2 separate regions of the Hordeum vulgare genome follow, and region 1 is linked to region 2. Evidence: chromatin contacts called from public Hi-C data. All regions are on one chromosome and are shown on one strand. Each heading gives the region's core, a stretch centred on a gene start, on an enhancer-like site or on the middle of the called end of the contact. The rest is flanking DNA. Distances are from core to core; before and after follow the strand shown. Region 1 holds the start of LOC123442711 (short-chain dehydrogenase TIC 32 B, chloroplastic-like). Region 2 holds the start of LOC123442710 (asparagine synthetase [glutamine-hydrolyzing]-like).

The links. Hi-C and Micro-C count contacts between places; a contact is called where the count stands out from the background.
Region 1: a contact with region 2 is called in a Hi-C map of leaf, with 2.0 times the contacts expected there. The contact joins the promoter of LOC123442711 here to the promoter of LOC123442710 in region 2. A contact is called at or near these places in 2 of 6 Hi-C or Micro-C datasets (leaf and seedling).

Annotation. Positions count from the first base shown.
Region 1 is chr3H:25,811,187-25,815,800 of MorexV3_pseudomolecules_assembly, reverse strand. It overlaps LOC123442711 (short-chain dehydrogenase TIC 32 B, chloroplastic-like), which reads right to left and starts at 2,819. Exons shown (of 9, transcript XM_045118830.1): 1 at 2,503-2,819; 2 at 2,288-2,430; 3 at 2-233. The coding sequence starts at 2,405.
Region 2 is chr3H:25,498,431-25,502,970 of MorexV3_pseudomolecules_assembly, reverse strand. LOC123442710 (asparagine synthetase [glutamine-hydrolyzing]-like) reads right to left here and starts at 2,171. Exons shown (of 11, transcript XM_045118829.1): 1 at 1,657-2,171. The coding sequence starts at 1,971.

The DNA of each region.
Region 1 (4,614 bases), core at 1,570-4,069, 310 kb before region 2:
CATCAAGATGTTTAGAGGAAGATTCATGGAGTTGAACTGGTCAGCGAAGGCCCTGACAGACTTGAGGGAGCTAAGGTCAAGCTTCAGAACATCGATGCGGGCTACTGGGTGTATCTTCATGATGCGTTTCTTTGCCTCTGATGCAGCCTCTGTGTTCCTCGCAGCGATGATGACATGGGCTCCTCTCAGGGCAAAGACTCTCGAGGTCTCAAAACCAATGCCACTAGATCCTCCTGAAAGATATCATAATTGAGGCTTTCAGTAAAACATGAGTAGATCATGGAAACATGTTATAAAAAAAGGGATTGACTGTGAGATAACTCAAAAAGATTGATTTTATGACAGGCTTGGTTGCAATGTACTGATGGCATTAGTAAATGCCCCTAACAAATTATTGCAAGTGTGTACGAGCATAACCCACACCCATGCTTATTGAATAAGCAATATTGACAAGACCCAAAACGGTTCATCTAATTGTTCCAACACATACAAATGGAAGCTCTTGCATTCCGTTAGAAGTCTCTATGTCCTGAACTTAGTATTGTTGCAAAAAACTTCTAGAAAAAGTTGTTGTAAAGACAAGACCAGAAAAGCTCCCATCAATATAACCAGGCCCAATGAATGTGAAAACTGTAGCCTCTTACAGATGTTGATAATTTTGACTTCAAGTAAATATCGGAGCTTCAAAATCGCAGTGCAATGGAAATGATAAACAAGATTTTCATCTAACTTAAAGGACCTTGTCACTGCAGCATATAATAACTGCTGCGGTAGTCTAATGACCAACCAGGATTTTTTTTTTTTACAGTTTTTGATAACTTTGACTTTTCAAGTAAACATTGGAGCTTCAGAATCGATGAAAAGGATAGAAGAAGATTGTCAGTCATCTAACTGAAACTGAAAGGATCTTGTCACTGCATCATATAATCACTCTTGCTGTAGTCTTCTAACAACCAACTAGCAAAAGGGACAAAAATGACAGTTTCTGCTAATTTCTACCAGCGGAGTACTTTTCAAGTAAACATCGGAGCTTCAAAACCGTAGTGTACTAAAAAGGATAGAAGAAGATTGCCATCTAACTGAAAGGACCTTGTCACTCTTGCAATAAATAGAGCACATAAAAGATGGATAAAAATAACAAAAATACTATGTTCCTTCCAAATCCCTATTCGTAAATTTGGTCACGTCATGATACTGACAAGCAGGGTGGGAGGTGCAGAAATTGTCTGCACTACTACTTAAGAGTTAAGACAAGTGAAAGCTTGGATCCATGGTGTGGTTTACCATGAAAACAAAACATTCATCTCAACAAGGGCAGCTAGGGATATTTGATTGGTTCTAGTCAAGAGGAGAAGTGGCAGATAACACCAACCAATTCAGGATCCATTGAAGGCCACACAAAACAGTCCCCAAAGAGACAGGGCCCAGAAATCCAGGCTCCATGCATACTCTCCTTCTCCGCATAAAAGGGAGATTTTTTTGGAGAAATATAGTACTCCCTCCGTCCTAAAATTCTTGTTTTAGCTTTGTCTTGAAATGGATGTATCTAAATACTAATAGATGTCTAGATACGTTTATATCTAGACAAATCAAAGACAAATTTTTTGGGACGGAGGGAGTAATAAACAACGTCCTTGCAATTTTTTGAAGAACAGATCATCACAACCAAGAGATGTACATCACAAAGTAGTGGTGCTTGTGTACGAAAAACAGTTGCGACAACACATGTTCAGAAGTTAGTACTTCAGTACATACACCAAAACAAAAAAAAATCCCGGTCGTAAACCCACTTCCCAACTGCTTGTCTAGGAGCGCAAGAAGAGAGCAGAACAACTCCCTGTAGAAAAAATTCAGAAAGGTTGCAGACAAATCTAACCGACAACATCACAGAGACTATCCGAGCATTGCACGACGAACAAAGCCAGCTAATTTGATTCACTAGTACTACACAGTTAGCAGACCATCGGGGTTTAGGGATCAAAATAGTTTGATGTGAACATTGATAGATAATAATAGTAGCAGCGCTGCTGTTCTTGTGCTGACAGCGACGCATAACAAACAGTCAGATTCAGGGCGCGTGCGCCCCAAACAGGAAAGAGATTGTCACCGCGTATGACTGCCCAAAACGTCCAAAAGGTGGCGCCCCCATCACACAGCCAAGAAGATGAGAGTGGACACGACAGGTGGCACTGCGAACGCCATTGGTGATCTGGCGGCGCAGGAGCTAGCAGAGGGGGAATCCGGCCGGGTCGGGGTGGGGGTGGGGGTGGGACTGGTGGGTGGGTACCTGTGACGATGACGGTGAGGGCGGCGGCGCAGATGCCCTCGGTGACCTGCTCCGCCGTGGAGCCCGACCCGAACCCGCTGGCGCCCGGCTTGCCGGTGATGAGGGACAGGATGCCCATCTGGTTCTTGCGTCGGCTCCCGAAGCTGCGGAAGAGAATGTGAGTCCCTCGATCAAGGAGAAGAAGAAGAAGCAGACGAATCTTGGCAAGCTCTCACCTTGACGGACTAGTCGATGGCGAGATTGGTTGTGTTGATTGATTGATGCGCGACGGGAAGGAGGGAGGGAGGGAGGGAGGAGGACGGCGTGCGCGAGCGGGCGCAGGGGAGGTCCGTTATTTATGGCCGCGGGGAGCGGTAGCAGCGGTTTGGTTGGGGAGTAGGCGGCCTCTGCCTACCGGCCGGAACGCAAACTCTGGCTGGACTCTGGAGCAGTGAATCCGGCCGGCCCGGGACTCTGCTGGTTTCCTTGCTGGATTGCTTCCCTCCCTGAATTCCTTCTTCTTGCACGGGAAGAATATTTGTGTGTGTGGTCTCTGGTAAGCAGTGGACAAAAAATCGCATCTTCCTTTTCTTTTGGGATGAGACGAGAAAATCGTATCTTTTTTCCTTGATGGTGAAAGAGTCGGAGATCCAGAGGAGGGGAGTCCGGAGTCCACACATGTCGACCAACCATGTAATCAGGGTTTGTGACCTCAAATTCTTTTATGTGTACACAACGATATTTATGCATGTATAGTACAGAAAATATAAAACTTCGAAAGTTCACATCAAGGAGTGTTTGACACACCGACAGAAGAGACCGAAACGCATGATATGTACGTGCGCCTGCTCTTTCAGATGGCGCTCGTCGGGTTCGTTGAGTGCGGAGGATGGAAGGACCCGCGCTACATGTACGGAGGAGGACTTATGGTCTTTCTTGATGACGCCCGCCACTCGCAACCGCTGAAAAGCTAGATGATTCATAAGGATTACACGTCGATGAGGTATCACACACAATGCAGCGGGGTAACTCTGTTTATGCGATGAGTTGATCATGATTTGCTAAAATTGGAAAGGCAGTCCTATATTGTAACTGGATCCAAACAGACGGTTTCCTGATCCCACGCATTCCCCAACTTATAATATCCTAAACCAACCGATGTACTAGGTCTTTGGTTTCTCTTGCAATGCAAACCAGGAAAATTGCTTGGTCGGTGGTGACTTTCTAACTACACGTTTGTCTGCACTTGTTCGTTTCTCTAGTTATTTATAGATGAGAAGAGTTGTGCATAAACAGAGTCATATATATTCTATTGCTCTTGTCTCTGAAACAGGAGTAGGTGAGCAAAAATTAATATGTGATCTTCTCTAACAACAATGAAGACAAAAGCAATACATGATACATTATATGTGATCTTTGTCGGTAAAAAAGTAGTACACTGATACTACATTACCTTTCCCAGTCCAATAATTTCAGAAATGTTCTTCACCTTTTTTTTGCCTCATGACCAAAGTAGTTGTACTATAACTAATAAGTAAAACACGCATACACATGTCCAAAAACCCTCTTAATAATAAGTAAAACACACATAAACATTTCCAAAAGGAGGGCGGCGTGCGCGAGCGGGCGCAGGGGAGGAGGGAGTGGGGTTATTTGTGCACGACCGAGCCGTCAAAATCCGGGACCTTGTGCCAAACTGTCAACTGAGGCCTATCTCCTTGGAAAAAAATAAAACTATAATAGATTTATTTCTAGTTCCGTTCTGAGATTGAGTTAAATAATCTATCTGTTATATTTTCTCTTACGTTTTTGTTAATCTGATTCATATACTCTAGAAAAATTTTGTAGTGGGCATGGCATGGATCTTAAGAGTCTAGACAAATTGATGCATATCAAACAGTCACTGGTAGAAAAAGAGGCTTCTGTTCAGCCCCATAAGTCGCGAAACTGTAGGAACCGCGACTAATGATTTCTTTAGTCGCGGTTCCGCAGACGAACCGCGACCAAAGGCCTGGGCCAGGGCGCTCGGTGGCCAGCTGGTGCACGTGAGGGGCTTTAGTCGCGGTTGGCCAGGCCAACCGCGACTAAAGGTGCCCAAAGGCCTTTAGTCGCGGTTGGCCATGCCAACCGCGACTAAATCTCCTCCCCTATATATACCAGTTCAGCACACTCACTTAGCCATTTGGTGCCACTTCTCTTCACAAGCTTCACAAGGGGGTGTAGGTTTGCTTTTGGTTCCTCTTATGCACACAAGGTGTTTGATGAAATGCCCCAAGAGCGTGAAACAAACATGATATGAAGTGTTGGAGCCACACTTGAGGTTCCTCATTTATTTTTTCCTCCTCGAT
Region 2 (4,540 bases), core at 922-3,421:
GGTTGTAATCTCTCCTGCAAAAAAAAAACCGCTAGCATCGGCACACGCTCGCTGATTCGAGCCATGCACGCCTAGACGAAGTGCAGCCCATAGTGTGGGCCTTCGGCCACAAACTCATCAGGGCTTAGCCTCCAGCACCCAGACACAAACCGAGACCACATATAAAACAAGAGTCGAAGACGCAGACCACAACCTAGGACGTGTCTCAATTGGGTTTGTTTAAGCTAATACATACATGGTCTAGTGTTCTACACCCATGTCAATTTTCACAAAGAAATCACACCCGTGGTAGGGGTGGACCAAAAGCTCGTACCTCACGAGCTTAATGAATGCTCAGTGGCTCAGTTCATTAAACTCATAGCTAATCATTACTAGTTTCAACTTGTTAAACTTAATGAGTTTAATGAGGAGATTAAATTTAATGAGCTTAACAAGTTCCACGAGCAGCTCATTAATACAAGACAACCCATATTCTTATGTTAAGTGGCCACATTTCATGGCACATCAATCCATCAATTCCATCTAATCGACCCAACTCAACCCATCGAAGACAAGAACTAGCGTATTTCATCATGTGGTGATCATCTTCCTGCATTAGAAGTACACTGTGAATACATCGTAACTGGAGCAAAAGGGTTTATTCATTTGAAGTACTTTCGAGCTTAATGTGCTTCAAACGAACATAGTCAATCATAGTTTTCTTGTTAAGGTTAACGAGTTTAATGAGCCGAGCATTTTCAAACCATTTAGGTCAACTACTTTTTTTCTTTGTCGCCCTGTACAAAATGGATGCCATTTTTTCATGAAAATCAAGTGGATAGAACACTCGAACATATTTGTTCAACCAGATTTAGAAATATTTAATTTTCTGTGAAATTTTTCTAAATCTTACTGATTATTTGGGTACATGTGTAACCATGTCCACCGATGTATGTTCGAGGAGATCTTCTTTTTTATAAATCTTTGATTCGACAGATGAGGACATATAGAGATACAATGATCTACTTAACTTTAATACCGCTGATTAATATACCAAGCCACAAATATGGACATATAGATATTACACCTTCGCTTCCGTAGAACACCCCCCCCCCCCCCCCCCCTCACAAAAAGTAGAAGGGAACATATATCCACCTCGTATTGTGAACTATAGACCGCCGTACGTATCTTACATTGTATCCACCTCGTATTGTATATGTATAACATCTTGTAGTGTACAATACGAGATGGGTATATGTTGTTCCTTCTACGTTTTGTGGAGGGGGTCTACCGAAGCACACCTCGAGAGATTATCTGGAGTATATTTGTCTTGTCTTCTACCCTCTTCTTTTCTAAATACTCCCTCCGGAGGTAGTATATCTCTTTTTAGAAATTTTACTATGGATTACATATGAATTACTATACCCTAAAATACTCGTATGTAATTAATACTGAAATTACTAAAATTTATATACATTTAGAAAAGGGAGTATGTTTATATATATTTATATACATTCGTTATTCATACTGAAATTACTAAAAGGGAACAGAGGGAGTAGAATTTACGGATTCACCATACTTAGTGTTTAACAAACATGTTCTAAATTTGTGGATTGTAATTCTGTGGTTTAATATATCAAGCAGGAGAAGAATGCTGGTGTGTGGTGGGTGACTGACCAGATGGGCGATGACCTCGCAGTCACTTCCGGTCCGGAACCTGTGGCCGGGGAGCCGTTCCCGGAGCTCCTCATGGTTGTAGATCTCCCCGTTGACGGCAACAGCAACGGACTTGTCCTCGTTGTAGAGCGGCTGGTCGCCGGAGGCCGGGTCGATGATGGCGAGGCGCTGGTGGCAGAGGTAGTTGTCGGCGACCTGGTGCAGGCCGCTCCAGTCCGGGCCGCGGTGCTTGAGCCTGCGCGAGAGCTCGAGCACATGCACCCTCTTCCCCTGCGACTCATCGCCGCACCCCAGCACCGCCAGTATGCCGCACATGATATGCTCAGACTGCTATGCTTTCCTCTGCTTCGCTGGATATCGTCGTCGTCGATCGTTGTCTACAGCCAACACCGAGGTACGTAGTCGATCTGAATTGTGCATGAAGCTGTGCAGCAAAGGCTTGGCTCTACTTGTAGGTAGATTAGATAGATAGATGCCTCATGCCTGGCCGGAGATGGCGTGCTACACGTCGTACATGCACGGCCTCGTCGGATTTTCTTGTGGCCACCGCACCACATCAGGCCATGGCTTCGTTTGTCCACTTCTACCATCATCCGTCGGCACCTTGCTTGCATGCGTGCGTTTCTTCCTGTTACATGTCCATGCATGTACTCCACGTGTTTCTCTTCTCGCATCATCCATTAGCAGCTAGCGGTATCGAATCAATCCTCGACGCTTTCTATTTTTAGAAAACAGCCTCCGGTTTTAAATTAGGTAGATAACGACCCGCTCGTTGTTTTGAACTTTTTTAGTAATGAATAAAATGGTGTGTGAGAATAGCACCGCACCTTTTTCAGCCTAGAAGTGTGAAGTTAGGACGGTGTACTCCTGCCCGGAGTTTCAATCGTAGACTTAACATTGATGTTTGTATTTTCCTACGTTTATTTTACATTTTTTATAAAGATGTATGTTCATTAGAAGGAGATGTTTTTATCGATTATATAAAAAAATAACGTCCATACGTGTGGACGTTTGCAAATCGCCCTAATATATGGATCTGCGTTCGTTTTGTGCTTTACATTAATCTTAGAATTTTTTGGCATTTTTTTGTATCACGTAGGACTGAGCTGGTGTGTGGGGTTTAACCACTTCGCTCACACGCCCACTTCTATCTCAAGAGAAACCTTTTTGATTTCCGGCTTAATTTTTTTTATCTTCTAATTAAAAAATTCAGTTAAAAATTTATTTTCATCATTAAATCCGTTCCGACGAGATCTTCAAAACTAAATTCCATGTTAATATATTTTGATGATTTTTTTTTGCAACAATTGTCATGATGTTACACTGTAGTTACCGTAGTGTTTACATTACAATTGCCATGTCATATTGTATCTATTTGTTTTCTAGATTTAAAGCTATGTTATATTTTCAACTATTTTTACGGTGATTTTTAGTAATTAACTACAATAAATTTATTGCATGGCTCATGACAATTTTTACTAATCCATCACGGTAAATTTAGTTTGTAGATCATGGCATTTTTGAATTTTGACCATGCTCGATGAATATTTTTTGACCAAAAATTGTCATGATGTTTACACTGTAGTTGTCATAGTGTTTACTAAAGTTACAATGACATGTTTTATCTATTTTTTTTCTAGATTTAGAGCTACCGCTACAATTTTTTAACTACTTTTTACGGCAATTTTTATTAATTAATCATTTTGATTTTAGTTTATGATTCATGGCAAGTTTAGTTTTTTAATTCTCTGTTTTATAATAGGTTAAAATTTAATTTTAAATGTAGAAAAAAATAGCTGAAACATATCATGGCAACTACAGTGCATGGCAACTGTTGTCCGATTTTTTTCCATCGAAACATATTAATATGAGATCTAGTTTCGAAAATCCCATTGCGATGGATTTAATGATAAAAACGGATCTTCAATCAGATTTTTTTATTTAGAAGATAGAATATTTTAAAAATTAAAACTTCAAAAAGATATCCACATGCATGCATGCAGTGTGGGCGTTAACTGTTTTGTCCACACATAGACGTGTGGGCTGTTTTCCTTACATACCACACAGAACATGTGAGCAACACCCTTAACACCCACACGTGTGGACGTTATCATGGCCCTTATAATAACGTGTGTGATGACTTTATTAATCTTAAGATAATGTGTCGGCTTAATTTTTAAAAGATGTTTATAAAGGTATGATGTGTCTGTATGCGTTTATAAAAATAAATGTATGTGAGTATATATAACCACATGCGTCAGTACTGTGCTGAAAAATAAATGAAGGATGAAGACATGTTATATTGTCTTATGACATTAAATTTCAATTATTTATTGTTGGTGTGGGGTGGGGTGGGGGGGGGAGACTATACCTGTTGCTGAAACACGACCTGCAAATGGCTCTCGCGACTGTAGTCGTCACCGCGTGAGCGCGCGGCCGCGGCGGCCGGATCTCTCTGCTCCGGCCACCCCCTCGTCTGCCGCTCCCAGATCCGGCCTCCACGTCGTCTGATCTCCCCTTCCCTCCTACTAGGAACCGGGTGTGGGAGCTGCGTCCTGGCGACCACGCATCGTCCCTTCCGTCTACATCGGCAGCTGCCCGTCCGCCAACCCAGCGCTGCTTCGCGCCCCGGCGGGCATGCTGTCGCCGCCTCCAGCTGAGATGTCTGCTGGCTGCGCACGGTGCGTCGTCCTGCAACCAGCCCTGTCCGCTGCTCGATCCCATCTGGATCGGGCCCCGGGGCCGCAGTCGGCGCTGAGCCGCTCTGTCCAAGCTGCTGGCGGGGTGTTAGGAATAAGTCGTGACAGAGCACGGTGCGATCGACGTCGACCGGTGTTGGTGCGTCTGGTTGGGTCCGTAGGCTGGGTCATGGTCGTGTATGTAT